Linked DNA regions of Mus musculus: all the other regions are linked to region 4. The links are chromatin contacts, called in public HiChIP or PLAC-seq and promoter capture Hi-C maps. All regions are on one chromosome and are shown on one strand. Each heading gives the region's core, a stretch centred on a gene start, on an enhancer-like site or on the middle of the called end of the contact. The rest is flanking DNA. Distances are from core to core; before and after follow the strand shown.

Region 1 (2,700 bases), core at 157-2,656, 630 kb after region 4:
GACAAAGTCAAAGTCAAAGGGAAGTTGAAATTCAGAGGACTGGAAATACATCAATAGGTCCTCTCCTTCCCACGTGACCTTCAATGGGGAAAAAGGACCACCTGGGCCTCACTCCATCCCAACTTCATGGAGCATGATTCTTGCCTAGACTAAGGTGTCACCTTCGTACCTTACCTTCCCTCTGTCACTCACTTTCCTGCATCCATTCCTTCCTGTGGCATTCATGAAGGTGGGGGTGGGGCATAGAACATGTCTTTCCGAAGGAAGTAAGTCATTTCACACAAGTGTGTGTGTGTGTGTGTTCATTTCCAAAATCCATAGAATTTTATTACAATTGTTAGTGCACATTTGGTGAAAAAGCTGACTTAGGGCATATTTCTCCCTTGAAGCTGAGGTGTAAACACCATAGAGGAAGGGGAGGTCAAACGGGGAAGACCCCATCAGCTCCTGAATCTATCAGATCCAAGACATTCTGGAGGGCCAACTGAGGACCCCCCACCATAAGTAAGTAGACAAAAGAGGTGAGAGAGAATTGAGGTGAGCCCTGGGGTGGTGCAGAAGGCCTGGCTTTCTCCTGGGTCTGTGTTTACTGACTCCTAAAAACCGACAGAAGCCCTAGGACCCCAGATCTAGAAACACGCAGGGAGCACATACAGACACAGTTCCATCTACAGTTTCCAAGGGACCAGCTCTCCTGGGAGGCCCCTGCAATGCCAGTGCTAAGGCTGGCAGTGGGAGTGGGAGTTGGGGTAATCTGAACACCTAAGGTCCTCTTCCTTTGACCTCAGGCAGATATACCTCTGTCTTGACATTCTAGTTAATTCTGCTTCTGCCTGGTTTCAGAGCAACCCCTGGCACTGGCCAATCCAGGAGTTTCCGGTGTTGTGGGTGTTCTCAGTGTTCCTTCAGCTCTCAGATTTGCAGAGATAGCAACACCTGATATCCTGGCCACCAAAGAAGACTAAGTCACCCCAGGAGGCTAGCAAGGCAGTGAGCCAGGGGAAGAGGTAAAGGGACTCCAACTCAGCCAATCAACTCAGCCCTGCTCAGCCTGTCTGCCCATTGGTGTTTGGAGCCAGCTACCTTGCCTGGTGCCCTAGAAAATCTCTCTCTGCATCTGTGACCTCCCCCCACCATGCATTTTCATCTAAACCAGGGGTTTTGAATTCTTCCCTGACTGGCTTTTCCTGGCTATGTCCCATCAACTCGGGAGCTATCCATCCCTTGTCCCCAGGACCCTTACAACCCGGACCCCTGGGTCTAGTCACAGCAGGTGCGGGCTGGGATTGGAGTTGGCCAGAGAGGGAGGGGTCGGGTGAGTGGGGGGCAGGATTTGGAGAGGGTGTGACGAGCCTGGAGGAGGGGCTAAATACAGTCAGGAAGCCTGTTAAAGAAGCTCTGTGCTCCAGCACGGCAGAGAGCGCCTGGAGCCGGAGGGGAGCGCATCGGTGAGTCAGGCTTCTCTGAGCCGAGCCCCGATACGGGTGCAACGCGGTGCGGCGGACTGGGGTTGCCGGGCTCCCTGGGACGGTGTGCTTGGATCCCTGTCTAGCTAGATCTTTGTGGGCTGAAGCGCACCCTTGAAAGAACTGTCCCGAGTAGATGTAGGAACACGAGATCGTGGGCACGCAAGGGAAGCGAAGGGAGTGAGGGTCTCCCTGGTCGTGAAATTCCCTGTTCCTGGATGACCAGAAGTACCAAAGTCAACACTGGCGCCTGCAGAAGCTGCATTGCCCAGCCTGAGCTCTCAGGCTAGAAGGGGACAGCGCTCAAGAGAGCCTGGAGTGAGGGATGCGCGCGCTGCGAGCGCGCTGGGGTGGCGGAACAGTAGCCCGCGCGCGGTAGAGGGCGAGTGCACAGCACGCCGACTGGGCAGTGCTCACAGACCCAAGAGCGCCTCTCTGCTCCTAGGTAAGAGGACTGTCAGCCAGGGTGATCTAGACTCGGTGTTTGTAGCAGGGTTCAGAGTGTAATATTGTGGGTACCAAGGGTTGATTCTGGAAGCTTGGGTTCCAAGTGCCGAGCACCAGGGTCCTCGGTGGGGCCTGCTGGGCATCCCAAGGCATAGCCTTACTGCTTGGGTCACCCAGTACATTCAGCTGTCTGCTGCCAGGTGTGGCAGAGGCTGGCACCCGGGATTGGGAAGGGCAGCGGTCGCTCTTGGGTTCAGGCAGAGAAGCTGCAGGGGAGGGAGAGAGGATTCTGGGGTCAGGGTGTTGAAACTTGAATCCAATGTAAACATAAGGCGTCTTTAGCACCGTTTGATTACAATGCTCTTGCTTTCCTAAAACTTTCTGAGATTCATAAGGAAGGTGATTTTTGGCTTGACCTTTCTCATCAGGTTTACTTCAGAGAGTCAAGAAGAGCCTGCTTGTTAGGCTGGTTTTTCCAAGTTGTTCCAGACTGGAAATTGTGCAGTTTGAAGGATAATTTATGGGTCTTTCGTGCGTTAAAGTGTATTACTACGAAGTCTTTTGGGTGCTGTGGGTATTAAGGAAAACTCAGTGCACGTTCCCAGCTGCAGACCAAAAATACTGCTCTCCTGGGTGCCTCTGCCCCCATCTATCATGGGAGGCCAATGGAAACCCTGGAGAAAAGCCATTTGATGTATTGCCCCCATCCTCCCAGAGTCCTCTCTGGCAGTACCAGTCTACTCTCCCCATAGGCATGGCCAGCTGAACTTTGCAAACTCAGAACTAG
Region 2 (2,770 bases), core at 234-2,733, 910 kb before region 4:
CAATAAAGACCAAATCAGACCTGTGTGTGTGTGTGTGTGTGTGTGTGTGTGTGTGTGTGTGTGTGTGTGGTGTCTGTGTTCACACGTGTACCACAGACAGAACCCAGAGTCTCAACATACTAAGCAAATACTGGATCAGTGAGCTACATCTCTACTTTAACATATTTTACGAAGAGTCAGATAATTCTTTTTTTTTCTTTTAATTTCATCTTTTCATAGTTTGGGGCTCTTTCCACCGAAGGCCCATACTTCGTAAAAGCATAGGCTTCGACAGCTATGCCTATACTATGACATCTCTAATAAAGAGGTCCCTGAAACAGTGATGCATGGGTTGAAATCATATATGGAAGACTGTAAAGGAAAACAGTGAGATAGACAGAGGCTTACGCATCTGAAGAATGGGAACAGATAGCAACTACGGAGCCATGCTATTACAATTTTTGGATTCAGAGATCAGTCAGTGCCTTAGACCCCATGTGTAGGAAACAGTCTCCAAATGAATGAATCTGAGACTCTTGGCAAATTCTTTAAGGCGTCAAAGAAATAATTATGCTCAGGGACCAGGTGTGCCCAACTTTTTAACTAGTCGGACCTACAAGGGACTTGTCCCAGTGACATCCTCCACTGCCCCATTGTGACCAACCAGGAGCTCCCCTTGATTGTAAAAACAAATGCCAAACTTGCTCTGTAGGCCACCCCCCGCAACCCTGACAACTTCTGTTACTGTAGAATTCTGGTGAGGTGTGTCTCTCCGGTCTTGGTCTTGAATGATTCAAAGCAGCTTCCACCCGGGAAACTCAGTGGAGCTCCGCGGAGCAGCAGTTCTAAACTTTTCAGTTAAGTTTAGTTCTGGAACCAGACACGGAGGTACCCTTGCCCTGGAAAATGCCAGAAGCTAGCCAGCTGAGAGGGTTCTGGTTCCGAGCACGCTGTACGTAAGAGATTCCAGGGCAGAAAAAATACTTGGAAAACCCAGAAAGGAAACTGACCCGGTGGCCGCTGATTCGCTATAGCCTCTGCAACCGAGAGCCTGCCTACAACTTCCAGAATGCTTCGGGCTACACCTCGGCCGACTGACAGTACCACGCACCAATGGGAGAACCCTATCTGAGTTTGGGGTGGAGCCTCAGCGCAGGCTTTTCAACGATCCAGAGGCCTCTCCGGCGGCAGGAGCTCACATTCGTGACGCCAACCACATTACGCCGCTCACTCCCAGACTCCTCCTCCCGGTTCTGCACGAGGCCCTCCCTTGCTCCCTCTCCTTTCGCCGCGCGAGTGGCCGGCGAGGATGTGGACCTTGCTGAACTTATTGGATGACAGTGATGTCACTCTGGAGGACGACATGGCTCCGAACTGCGAGGCCCGCCCCTTTCGGACGGTGATTGGATTCTTCGGAGAATCCTGGTCTGGGATTGGTGTGAGGCGGGGCGACGGCTCTAGGGCCTCCTAGGCAAACCAGAGAGGCGGCTGCCCCTGGCCCCTCACTCTGGGAGAGCCCGAGGACCCACTACCTCATCGCCCGGAGGGCGCGCTTGTGGCGTGGTGGGGGCGGGAGGGAGGGTGACCTTGGAGGACAAGAAATGCTGGGGTCAGGGTGGTGGTGGCAGAATTAGCTGGGGACTAGCTCTAGAAGCGCTTGCGAGGAGGACGATGTGGGTGATCCAGGAGGGTGTGGCTGTGACTGGTGTGGGATGCAGTGGAAAGGAAGGGCCAAACCACAAATCCGGAGATCTGTGGATGGTTCCTCAGAGGCGTTCTCTTTCTGGTTGTCCTTTTACTTGGCAACACGAGAGTCCTCATGGTCAGTGTTCAAGATCTTGGAACTCTGTCTTTGAGTAAATCTAACCTGCATTAGAGGACTGCGCAGGGCCTTTTGTGATACTGGGTACATACGTGGGGAAGATGTCAGAAATCAGGAAGCCGCTTCTGGGTTTCGTGCACAAACTCCAAGATGCGAACGCGTCTGGAAGCTCAGGCAAGACTCATTGTCCTACATGTCTGAGGCTTTTCAAAGTCCCCAGGCTCTTGCCTTGCTTGCACACAGTGTGCACCACGTGTCTGGAAAAGCTGGATCCATTCTCAGTAGTGGACATCCGTGGGGGTGACTCAGATACAAGCTCTGAGGGGTCAGTATTCCAGGACCCCGAGTTATGTAGCCTGCAGCCACAGATCGGCATCCTCTGTCCGGTATGTGATGCTCAAGTGGACCTGCCCTTGGGTGGAGTGAAGGCTTTAACGGTAGACCACCTGGCCATGAATGATGTGCTGCTGGAGAACCTGCGTGGGGAAGGCCAGGGCCTGGTGTGTGACCTGTGCAGCGACAGAGAAGTAGAGAAGAGGTGTCAGACCTGCAAAGCCAATCTCTGCCACTTCTGCTGCCAGGCTCATAGGTAAAGAGGGAGTACCCCGTTTATTGTGGCGTAAGAGTAGAGTGCAAAGAAAGCAAGACACAGATCCCTTTGGTGAGCAGGTCAAAAAGAAGGCTTTCGCAGACACTGTCAAAGTGCAAAGAACACTGTGCAAACAGATCGCAAGCTCTAGAACGGAGGTTAGCACCGCTGACCTGATAGCTGTAGTAACAAAAGCAGGGCAGGTTTCGGTTTATAGAGCACCTTGAGTTTTCTTCTATCACCAATTGTTTAATCTATTGAAAACGGACCGTGTGCTGGAGAGAGGATTACTGTGCTAGCATACACCCTGCGCTTGATCTCATCTGATCATTGTAACTCTTACCGAAAGGTGGGTGCTACTTCACCCCTCTTTAGTAAAT
Region 3 (2,700 bases), core at 111-2,610, 550 kb before region 4:
TGCTCCCTGAATGGCTGATCTATTCTGCACAAGGCATTCTCAGCTTTCTCCGCAAGCCAAGGGCAGGCTTTCTCCTCTCACCCATTGGTGTGAGCTGCCAGTTTGTCCCTGGACTTTCAGCTTCGACAGCATCCCAGGCTTCGTTTTCTTCTTTCTCACCCACCCAAGCTTCTTCACTTCCTCCTCACCCCCACACCCGGCATGTTTGCACCCTTCCTCATCTCCCTGGCACCCTTTACTCCAGGCCAATGACTATCAATGACAACTCTTCTCACTAGAAGCTCTTGGAACGCTATAGATCCCACTGGCACACATACTCCATGCTGCCAGGAGCCTGGGCATGAGTCACTTCTTACAGCTCACTTGCTGGTTCTCACCAAGACTAAGACCACCTGCTTGGCTTCGCTTGGATGACAGGAGAGGACTCCTGGTTGGTCTTCTCCTGTTGCTCTTCAGTATCATGCCCTCTCATCATACCCTGGCTTAAACATAGCTCTCCAGACAAGAGGCTCACTGCTCCTAGGCACCCTCTGACATCCTGTCTAGCTACAGCTTCATCGGCCACCAAGGATGTCCATGTCTTTTCTCTGCTAACCTGTCTTCTTTCTGATTAATGCCTGTCTGTCACCTGGGAGTCTTTGTACAACCCCACAGCCACCCAAAGAGAGAATGAAAGGCAGACAGGCTTTAGAGCCACCCTCACCCACTGGAGTCTTCATTGTGGGCCACACAGGTAACATTGGATGGGGATGCTACAGAAAGGCTGCTCCCCAACTTTCTACATAGCAGCCGTCCTAAAATGAAAACCTTTAGGGAATGGAGACTTACCCAGAATCCTCACGTCCAGGTCCTTCTCCAGCCTAGTCATCCCATTTGTGCCATACACCATTACATTATAGGTGCCACTGTCGTTTCTCATCATCGGCTTCTTTATCTTCAGGGATCCGTTTGCTAAGACCTCATACGTTTCTGATATCAAAAAAGGTGGCTTCTTCCTTTTAAACTCTGCGACCAGGGTGCCCCTCCTTACCCATCGCACCTCATCAATATCATCAGTCATTTGAAAGTTGGGGATGTTCAGGGTGATGCCATGACCCAAGACACCCCAGATGGTCTCATTGTCTCTGCAGTCCGCCCCTGTAAAAAAGTAAGATGGTTTCTGAGGTCTCGGGACTACGGAGGATCTCCCTCTTCGCCTCTAATGTCCACTCCAAGGTCTCCGGAAGAGCTCCACGCGAATGCTTACCTTTGCCGGAAAGGCTGAAGAGCAGAAAGAAGCTACCCAGGAATTTACATTTCATCTTTAGAGTTCTTTTCCCAGGGGTGACTCTGAGTTCTTTCTGTCAGGACTGTGGTGAGGCTGGCAGAAGCCACACCCAGCAACCTGAACCACGTGTCTTTCATGCCTGCTGTTCACAGTAGGGGAGGGGGAGGGGGAGAGGGAGAGGTAGAGATGGGGAAGGAGAGAGAGAGAGACAGAGACCCTATCAAAACGACTCATGCATTTGCTGCCCTCCTTAACCGAAATAGGTGTCTGTGTCACATTTTAATCTTTACAAAAACAGCTTAGGGTGTTGGGTTTTAGCACCCCACCAGAGGAAGAAGAGGAACTGGGAGGTCAGTTGCCATAGCTACCCTTTTGTAAACAAGGGCTTAAACATAGCTGGCCACTCAGCTGTGCTGCCTTCAACAGGACCAAGTAGACTCACCGGCAAAAGGTCATAGGAATAGAATTCAGATATGTATATTTGGGAAGGATTGGGAGGCGTGGCCTTGTTGGAGGTGCGTCACTGAGGGTAGGCTTAGAAATCTTTAAAGCCCTTGTGGTCCTGTTAGCTCTCTCTCTCTCTCTCTCTCTCTCTTCCCTCTCCCCTTCCCCACTCTGTCTATCTGTCTGTCTCCTGCTGTGGATAGGAATGTAAAACCCCCCCAGCTACTGCTCCAGCGCTATGCTTCATGCCTGCTGCCATACTCCCGGCCATGCTGGCCATGGACCTGTAAGAGCACAGTAGATTCTTCCTTCTCTAAGTTGCCTTGGTCATGATGGTTTGTCACAGCCATTGAAAAGTGACTGCAACACCCATGAACGCCATGCCTGAAGAGGCCAGAGGAGTCCATCGATCTCCTGGAATTTAAGTTACAGATGGTTGTGAGCTGCCTCGTGGGTGCTGGGAATAAAACCTGGGTCTTCCGGAAGAGCAGCCTGAGCTCTTAAGTACCAAGATATCTCTCTTGTCCTAAGACTATAAAAAAATAGTGAACAGGGATACAAGGACTAATGTCCCTAAAAAGACAACAGAGAGGTCACGTGAGCAAGAGATACAGTGAACATATAGTCTTTTGATTCTTTAGAATTCAGTGAGAAAAGGTCTTCAAAATCACGGTTTTTCCATTTCAGATGCTTAACAACAGCCACAACAGTGCATTTCAGTTGAGTTAAAATATTAATTCCAAGGGGGGAAAAATCCAAGTGAAATAAGACTTAACAGGAAACATAAAAGAATTCCTATTCTTGAGTATGGAAAATCTTCCTATATGTATTGCACAATTCAGAAATAGTAAAGATGGACGTTAGAGGCCACATAAAAATCTAGAATCTATGCATGTACAAAGAGCTATTAAATGTGTGAGAAGTCAAGCCAAGATATTTGCAATGTGTGCAAACTGTTACTATCTAAGATGTCAGCATCATTTCTTGTC
Region 4 (2,796 bases), core at 110-2,609:
TGAGGGTAGCCACCCTGAGTTCCTGAGAACGAGGCATCTATGGCCTCCAGAAGCAGGGGATTCCTTCTGATCAATGGCCATGGGATGGAGAGTTAGAGGGTGTGCCCAGGAGAGGCCAGCCCTGGCTCACCTTGCTCAGCAGGCAATGGTCTAAGTCTCCCTCTGGAAGAGACTTCATGGCTTCTTGGTCAACCCCCAGTATAGCAGCAACCTTCTGCTTTCTTTCCCGATGGAGGACAAATCTGGTGGGTAGCTTTCCCAGCAACGTTACTCTCTGGATAAAACTTCTCTGGAATTGTGAACGTGGACCAGAGACTTGACTTCTTCTTGCCTGCTCACTGCAGTTTTCCTTTCCAGCATGGAAGAATTCATCTGCCATCTTTCAGGGAACTGTAGAAAGACTAAAAAGGAGACGTGATGAAAACGAGTTGGAACTTATCCTGTTTTTTTTTTTTTTTTCTTTATCCTGTTGTCCTGGCACCAGGTGCACCTTGGTGCCCAGTACCTTACATCTCCCCGTCCTTACCTTGTTGACAGTAAATATCCCTTGGCCCTCCACTCCTGAAAATTCTGCAATTGATTTACTTCCTTACCATAAACAAATAAGAAATTGCAAACAAGCCGCCTGGTTTTTCATCATGCCCGGCACAAGGCTTGCCAATCAGATGAGGGCCAGGAGTGACATTTAGAAAAGCCTGAGCTCACAGGGACACTTGTGTATAGAGAGGCAAGCTTACATGCTCGCATAGTCACACACAGACACAGGCACACACACACACACCACATGCATTCACAGAGACACTTGTGTATATAGAGGTAAGCTCACACGCTCACACACTAATACAGACACATACATGAACTCACAGAGACACTTGTGTATACAGAGGCAAGCTTGCCCCCCCCCCTCTCTCTCTCTCTCACACACACACACACACACACACACACACACAGAGAGAGAGAGAGAGAGAGAGAGAGAGAGAGAGAGAGAGAGAGATACAAACAGGTAGATACACGCAGAGAAAAGTAGGGCAGAGAGTCCTGCCTCTCACCTGCTGACCTTAGAATGTGATTTCCCACTTGGACGTTGGCATTCAAAATATACTCAGTATAAACAGGCCCCTTAAGAGTCTAGGACACATCTAGTTTTACCAGTAAAACTCATCCTAGAAAACCGACAATAAGTTCCCAGTCTGACTGGTTGGGCCTAGTTTTACTCCAGGAGGGAAAATATCCCAGCAGCCTTATCTCCCTAAAGCTCGTGAGTATCACCGTCTTTGATCCGAAAGACTGACAGACAACAGAGCTGGCAGTCCAGTTCATGTCTGAGCAAGGCTTTCAAACAGGCAGCTCTCCAAGCCAGCCTCCTCAATGCTCAACCGCAGCCAATCCAGCCCTTCCACTCTCTCCCGCGGCCCCAAATTTGCATATCCTCCCAGACAGCTCCAAGGAGAGCCACATCAGACCCCACCCACCTCCCTCCTCCAGGCGCTGGGGCGGCCTTCTCCAGGCTTCATCTGCCAATCCCAGGTCTTATACCAGTCCTGAAAAACTGAGGATCCACAAAGGTCCCCAGAATCCCCCTCCACGCTGACTGCCTTGACTTTCCACCTGCTTTTCCGTGTCCTGGAAATCCCCTTCTCTTTACGGCACATGCTCTGAAATGGTAAGGGAATCTCTGTCCCTTGACTGCTGTTACTATAGTCATCATTCCGAATCTACCACATCAGCTTTTCACTAGTGAAACAAGAAGCTCTACCCCCTAATCTGCCTTTGGGAATTCTCTTTCCATGTTGCTTTCAACTCTGCTGAAGTCTCCCCACCCCCACACTCACTCCCTTCCCCACACACATACTTTTATTTTCACCCTAACTTCTGCTTTTGCTGGAATCACTACTGCATAGTCCCTGTCCTACGGCAGGGTCTTTCCCAATAACAATAAAGTTGCCCCGGGTTTCTGGAATTAAATGCCCACACCTTCACTATTCTTGCTCTAACACCGTCCCGTCTCAGTCACTCAGTACTACAGATTCAAGTGTTGTATCTGGAAACTTCTCTTGCTCCAAGATGGAAAGATACTTGCCAGGTATGGAGAGGGAATTCTGAATAATTGAACTATAGGAGGAACCCAGAGAAGGAAAGGCACTGTGAACTCAGGGCAGCTGCCTGTAGATGTATTCCCAGGAGAGCCACATCTGAAGATTGGTGTGTTGTGTGAACACAGCTTAGAGTAGCATGGCCTGGTTCCTAGTGCACTGGTAAGGTTCCACAGCACAGGGCTATGGCACAGATGAAGGCTCTGGCAGCTCCTATCAGACAGGCTGAGGAAAACAGGCTTTACCGGCAGACACAGATCTCTAGTTAATGGGACAACAGGTCAGCGAATGTCTGTTGGGTAAGGGTGTGCCTGAAGCACTGTGCCAGGCCACCAAGAGGGACCTAGTTAACTCAGGCTTTCCTCCGTCCTCAGGAAATAGAAATCCTCATTTTTTTTATAACATGCCAGTTTGAAAAATGGAAACCAGCTTTAGCCCAATTCAATCTGTAAGGACCAGGCAGGTGAGATGGCTCAGCAGAGATAAGCATCTGCCACCGAGCCGGAGGACCTGGGTTCGATTTCTCCCCACCTCCCAGGACCCATATGGTAGAAGGAAAGAGTGAACTGCCTCGTGTGTGCATCCACACATACATAGAAATAATAGATAGATAAATGTAATAGATTTGGAGGACCAATAACATGTTTAATGTCTGCTTTCCAAAGTATTCACAACATTTTATTTATAGTCTTGTGTGTGCACA
Region 5 (2,784 bases), core at 13-2,512, 730 kb before region 4:
TAGTTCACAGGCAGCCAGGACTCATGGGGAGCTGGGACAGTAAAGTCCTAATGCCAGCAGAAGGGGAGTGGTGGCAGGAGGTCCCCACGGGGATCCTCACACCATCAGAAGTGCAGTCATTTAGCCCCTGTGCAGCTGAGGCCAGGCTGGGATAGGCAACACACACCACGTGCTCTGGGAAAGCTTGAGATACATCGTCTGCAGGGGCTTGGAAGGGAACCCAGGGCTGGGTCTGGAATTCTGCTTGTCCTAGATGCCACTGGTCACAGGGAACCACGCATATAACCACACTTGGGGATCTGCCTTCCTGAACCAAGGCAGGCATTAAATAAATACATCAAGTGGCTGGTTAAGATCACCCTGTGTATCTATGTGAAGATGGTGTCTGTGTAAGGAGTGAATGGAAAATGGAGGGGGGGGGAGCCCAGGAAAGATTCCTTAGGTGGGTGAGGGGATACTGGGCCAAACCACTGAGAGACACCAAGGGTTTCCAGAGGGTAAAGGAGAAGGGGGCAGTAACGAGGGAAGTAACAGGTAGAAAAGTTGGAAAAGCTGGGCTCTCGGGTCTTTGTGTATAAATCCGAGCCTAGCTAGCTTCAGGAGACGCTGGAAGGCAACACTGAGGCAGATTTGGCTAGATGGCAGGGATGGTACAAGACTGTCACAGTAACGCTGGGCTACCCAGTGACCTTCGTGGAAGGAAGTTGGATTCTCTTGCTTCCCTGGAAAAGCAACTCAGCATGGGCTAGCGAATGAAGAGCGATCCCGACCGGCCTCGGCTATGGCGGGACACAGCAAAGGCTCACATTTCCGCCCAGCCGGGTACGCGGGCCGGGGCCGCCCGCACCTTCCGGGGCCGGGAGTTCAAGGTGAGCCCGGCTCACGGTGGCCAACAGGTAGAGAGCGCTGTGGGAGAACCGGCCACGAGCCACTCCCCCGGCACACGTGAGGACCCGGCTCGGTCAGGCCGGGCGGCTCCGGCTACTGGGAGCGCGGGCCCAGGAGGATGTGCACCGGGCTCAGATCGGCCCCACATCGCTCCCCGCCCGGCCGGCGGCCCGGCGCTCCGGATCCCGGTCTCCCGGGAGCCGCCCCGGGCGCCCCGGGTGCCCCAGGCCCCGAGCGGCAGCCGCGCCCCCCCGGGACCCAGCGCCCCACCGCGCCCCGCCGCGCCCCACGCGCACTCACCCAGCGACAGGAGCGCCAGCAGCAGCGGCCTCGGCGCCGGGCGCCCCATGCTCGGCCGGCGGGAGCGACTCTCCGCCTCCTCCTCCTTCCCCGCCGCCGCTCCTCCTCCTCCTCCTCCAGCTCCGGCTGCTCCAGAGTCGGCTGCTCCGCCGGGCCGCGCGCCTGCTCCGCTCTCCCCGCTGGCCGAGCGAGCCCAGCGCCGGCGCGGACGTGCGCACCTGGCTCGTCGCGGCCCTCCTCCTCCTCCTCTCCCGCCCTCCGCCAGCCGCCGGGCCCCGGAGCCGGCCTCGCCGATCCCAGGGCGCAGCAACCCGGACCGCCTCCCGAAAGCAAAAGGGAAGAGCCGTGGCGTCCGCCCGCCCGCGCCTCCCACCCGGCGCTTTGCCAGCAACAAACACAAACTTTCCCAAGCCCCTCCCCGCTCCAGGTAACGGAGGAGGCGCTGGGGCCACCCGCTTAAAGGGGAGGAGACGCCCGAGCCCACTCAGCCTTCCCCTCGGGCCCCCAGCCCTCGAAAAACTTTCCTCCGACCTTTAAAAGTTGGCCTGGAAGACTTGTCTGGAAACCTCATCTTTTGGGCCCTATCCCGGGACGCCCGGCATTCCTTCGCGGTGGAATCCCCACGAGTGTCTCGCAGCCAGCAACCCACACGTACACCCTCTGGTCTCCAGCTAAGCATGCCACCAGCCACCTGCTTAGCCCTTGCTAAAAATAATTACACAGATAGGAATGAAAGAGCTTCAAAGGCAGTGAATTCCCACCCCCTCATGGTCCAGAGGCCTGATGTGCTTGGGAGAGTTGGCAAGGGACTCTCAGCCAAGCATCAAATTCAACAAGGCTCTCTAACCCACCACCCTGTAGTTGGGTGGGCCTGCCTCCTTCCTGGCCCACCTCCCTCCTCTCCAGGGTCCCTGTGGTACTAATTAGAACAACTTCCAACTAAGGTACCCATAAAAGAAAAGAAAAAAAAGAAAAGAAAAGAAAAGAAAACCCACACCATCTATTATTAGCCGTAGTGCTTCAAATGGTATGTCTGCCGCCTGAGACTATATTCATTGCTTTAAGTGGACACAACTGGGTTTCCATTAAAGACTCTTTTTCCTCCCACAATAGAGTTTTGTGCTTTGGATTTGAATACAAAAGACTCCACAGCTCTGGGGGGAAAATCAGCGTTCCTTGTTTAAAACGTCCCAAGGATGAATCAGACATTCAGAAAGGCTCACTGGTATCCAGTGACCCCCTCCGTCGCCCGGGCCTTTCATTAATATATGTAAAACAAATCACAGATGTTCCTGGGGAAACTGCCTTCTCTGGTGCAGAACATTAAGCTTGTTCTGATTTCCACAAGCGTTTCTCGTTTCTGCCAACTGACATGCGACTGACTGGCCAGGTGTGAACCCTTCCGAAAGAGACTCCTAAAATTGTATTCCCAGCCAGGCGTGGTGACCTCCACTGCACTCTGTAGGTAGAGGCAGGATGGGCTCAAGGTCATCCGTCCCTGGCTTCAAACAGAGATCAAGGCCGGCTTGGGCTACAGGAGACCCTGTTTCAAAAGACCAAAATAAACAAATTCCTGGTGGTTCAACAATGGAGGTT

What was found. Promoter capture Hi-C pulls out the DNA fragments that hold promoters and counts their contacts. HiChIP or PLAC-seq counts read pairs in DNA pulled down with a chosen protein or histone mark.
Region 1: a contact with region 4 is called in a FOXA1 HiChIP or PLAC-seq map of pancreatic cancer cells. The contact joins the promoter of Ngf here to the promoter of Mab21l3 in region 4. A contact is called at or near these places in 2 of 39 promoter capture datasets (hippocampal neurons and pre-B cells) and 1 of 115 datasets of contacts at active chromatin or transcription factors (pancreatic cancer cells).
Region 2: a promoter capture Hi-C map of embryonic stem cells shows a contact between it and region 4, with 2.6 times the contacts expected there. The contact joins the promoter of Trim45 here to the promoter of Mab21l3 in region 4. A contact is called at or near these places in 1 of 39 promoter capture datasets (embryonic stem cells), 1 of 484 Hi-C or Micro-C datasets (olfactory sensory neurons), 5 of 115 datasets of contacts at active chromatin or transcription factors (double positive thymocytes, embryonic hindbrain, embryonic midbrain and 2 more) and 1 of 9 other capture datasets (liver).
Region 3: a promoter capture Hi-C map of hippocampal neurons shows a contact between it and region 4, with 5 times the contacts expected there. The contact joins the promoter of Cd2 here to the promoter of Mab21l3 in region 4. A contact is called at or near these places in 14 of 39 promoter capture datasets (the 3T3-L1 cell line, HPC-7-derived erythroid cells, cranial neural crest and 9 more), 1 of 484 Hi-C or Micro-C datasets (cerebral cortex), 1 of 115 datasets of contacts at active chromatin or transcription factors (embryonic midbrain) and 2 of 9 other capture datasets (adipose tissue and macrophages).
Region 5: a contact with region 4 is called in a promoter capture Hi-C map of hematopoietic stem and progenitor cells, with 5 times the contacts expected there. The contact joins the promoter of Ptgfrn here to the promoter of Mab21l3 in region 4. A contact is called at or near these places in 7 of 39 promoter capture datasets (the 3T3-L1 cell line, cranial neural crest, hematopoietic stem and progenitor cells and 4 more), 2 of 115 datasets of contacts at active chromatin or transcription factors (embryonic hindbrain and embryonic stem cells) and 1 of 9 other capture datasets (liver).

The regions. Positions count from the first base shown.
Region 1 is chr3:102,468,513-102,471,212 of GRCm38.p6, forward strand. It overlaps Ngf (nerve growth factor), which reads left to right and starts at 1,407. Exons shown (of 3, transcript NM_001112698.2): 1 at 1,407-1,448.
Region 2 is chr3:100,921,010-100,923,779 of GRCm38.p6, forward strand. Trim45 (tripartite motif-containing 45) reads left to right here and starts at 1,484. Exons shown (of 6, transcript NM_194343.2): 1 at 1,484-2,390. The coding sequence starts at 1,903.
Region 3 is chr3:101,286,579-101,289,278 of GRCm38.p6, forward strand. It overlaps Cd2 (CD2 antigen), which reads right to left and starts at 1,361. Exons shown (of 5, transcript NM_013486.2): 1 at 1,247-1,361; 2 at 829-1,137. The coding sequence starts at 1,301.
Region 4 is chr3:101,834,864-101,837,659 of GRCm38.p6, forward strand. It overlaps Mab21l3 (mab-21-like 3), which reads right to left and starts at 1,360. Exons shown (of 7, transcript NM_172295.4): 1 at 1,058-1,360; 2 at 131-401. The coding sequence starts at 379. It overlaps Gm33381 (a long non-coding RNA gene), which reads left to right. Exons shown (of 3, transcript XR_003954538.1): 3 at 1-556.
Region 5 is chr3:101,108,904-101,111,687 of GRCm38.p6, forward strand. It overlaps Ptgfrn (prostaglandin F2 receptor negative regulator), which reads right to left and starts at 1,263. Exons shown (of 9, transcript NM_011197.3): 1 at 1,189-1,263. The coding sequence starts at 1,237. Gm52612 reads left to right here and starts at 63. Exons shown (of 1, transcript XM_030252967.1): 1 at 63-2,784. The coding sequence starts at 1,007. The coding sequence ends at 1,648.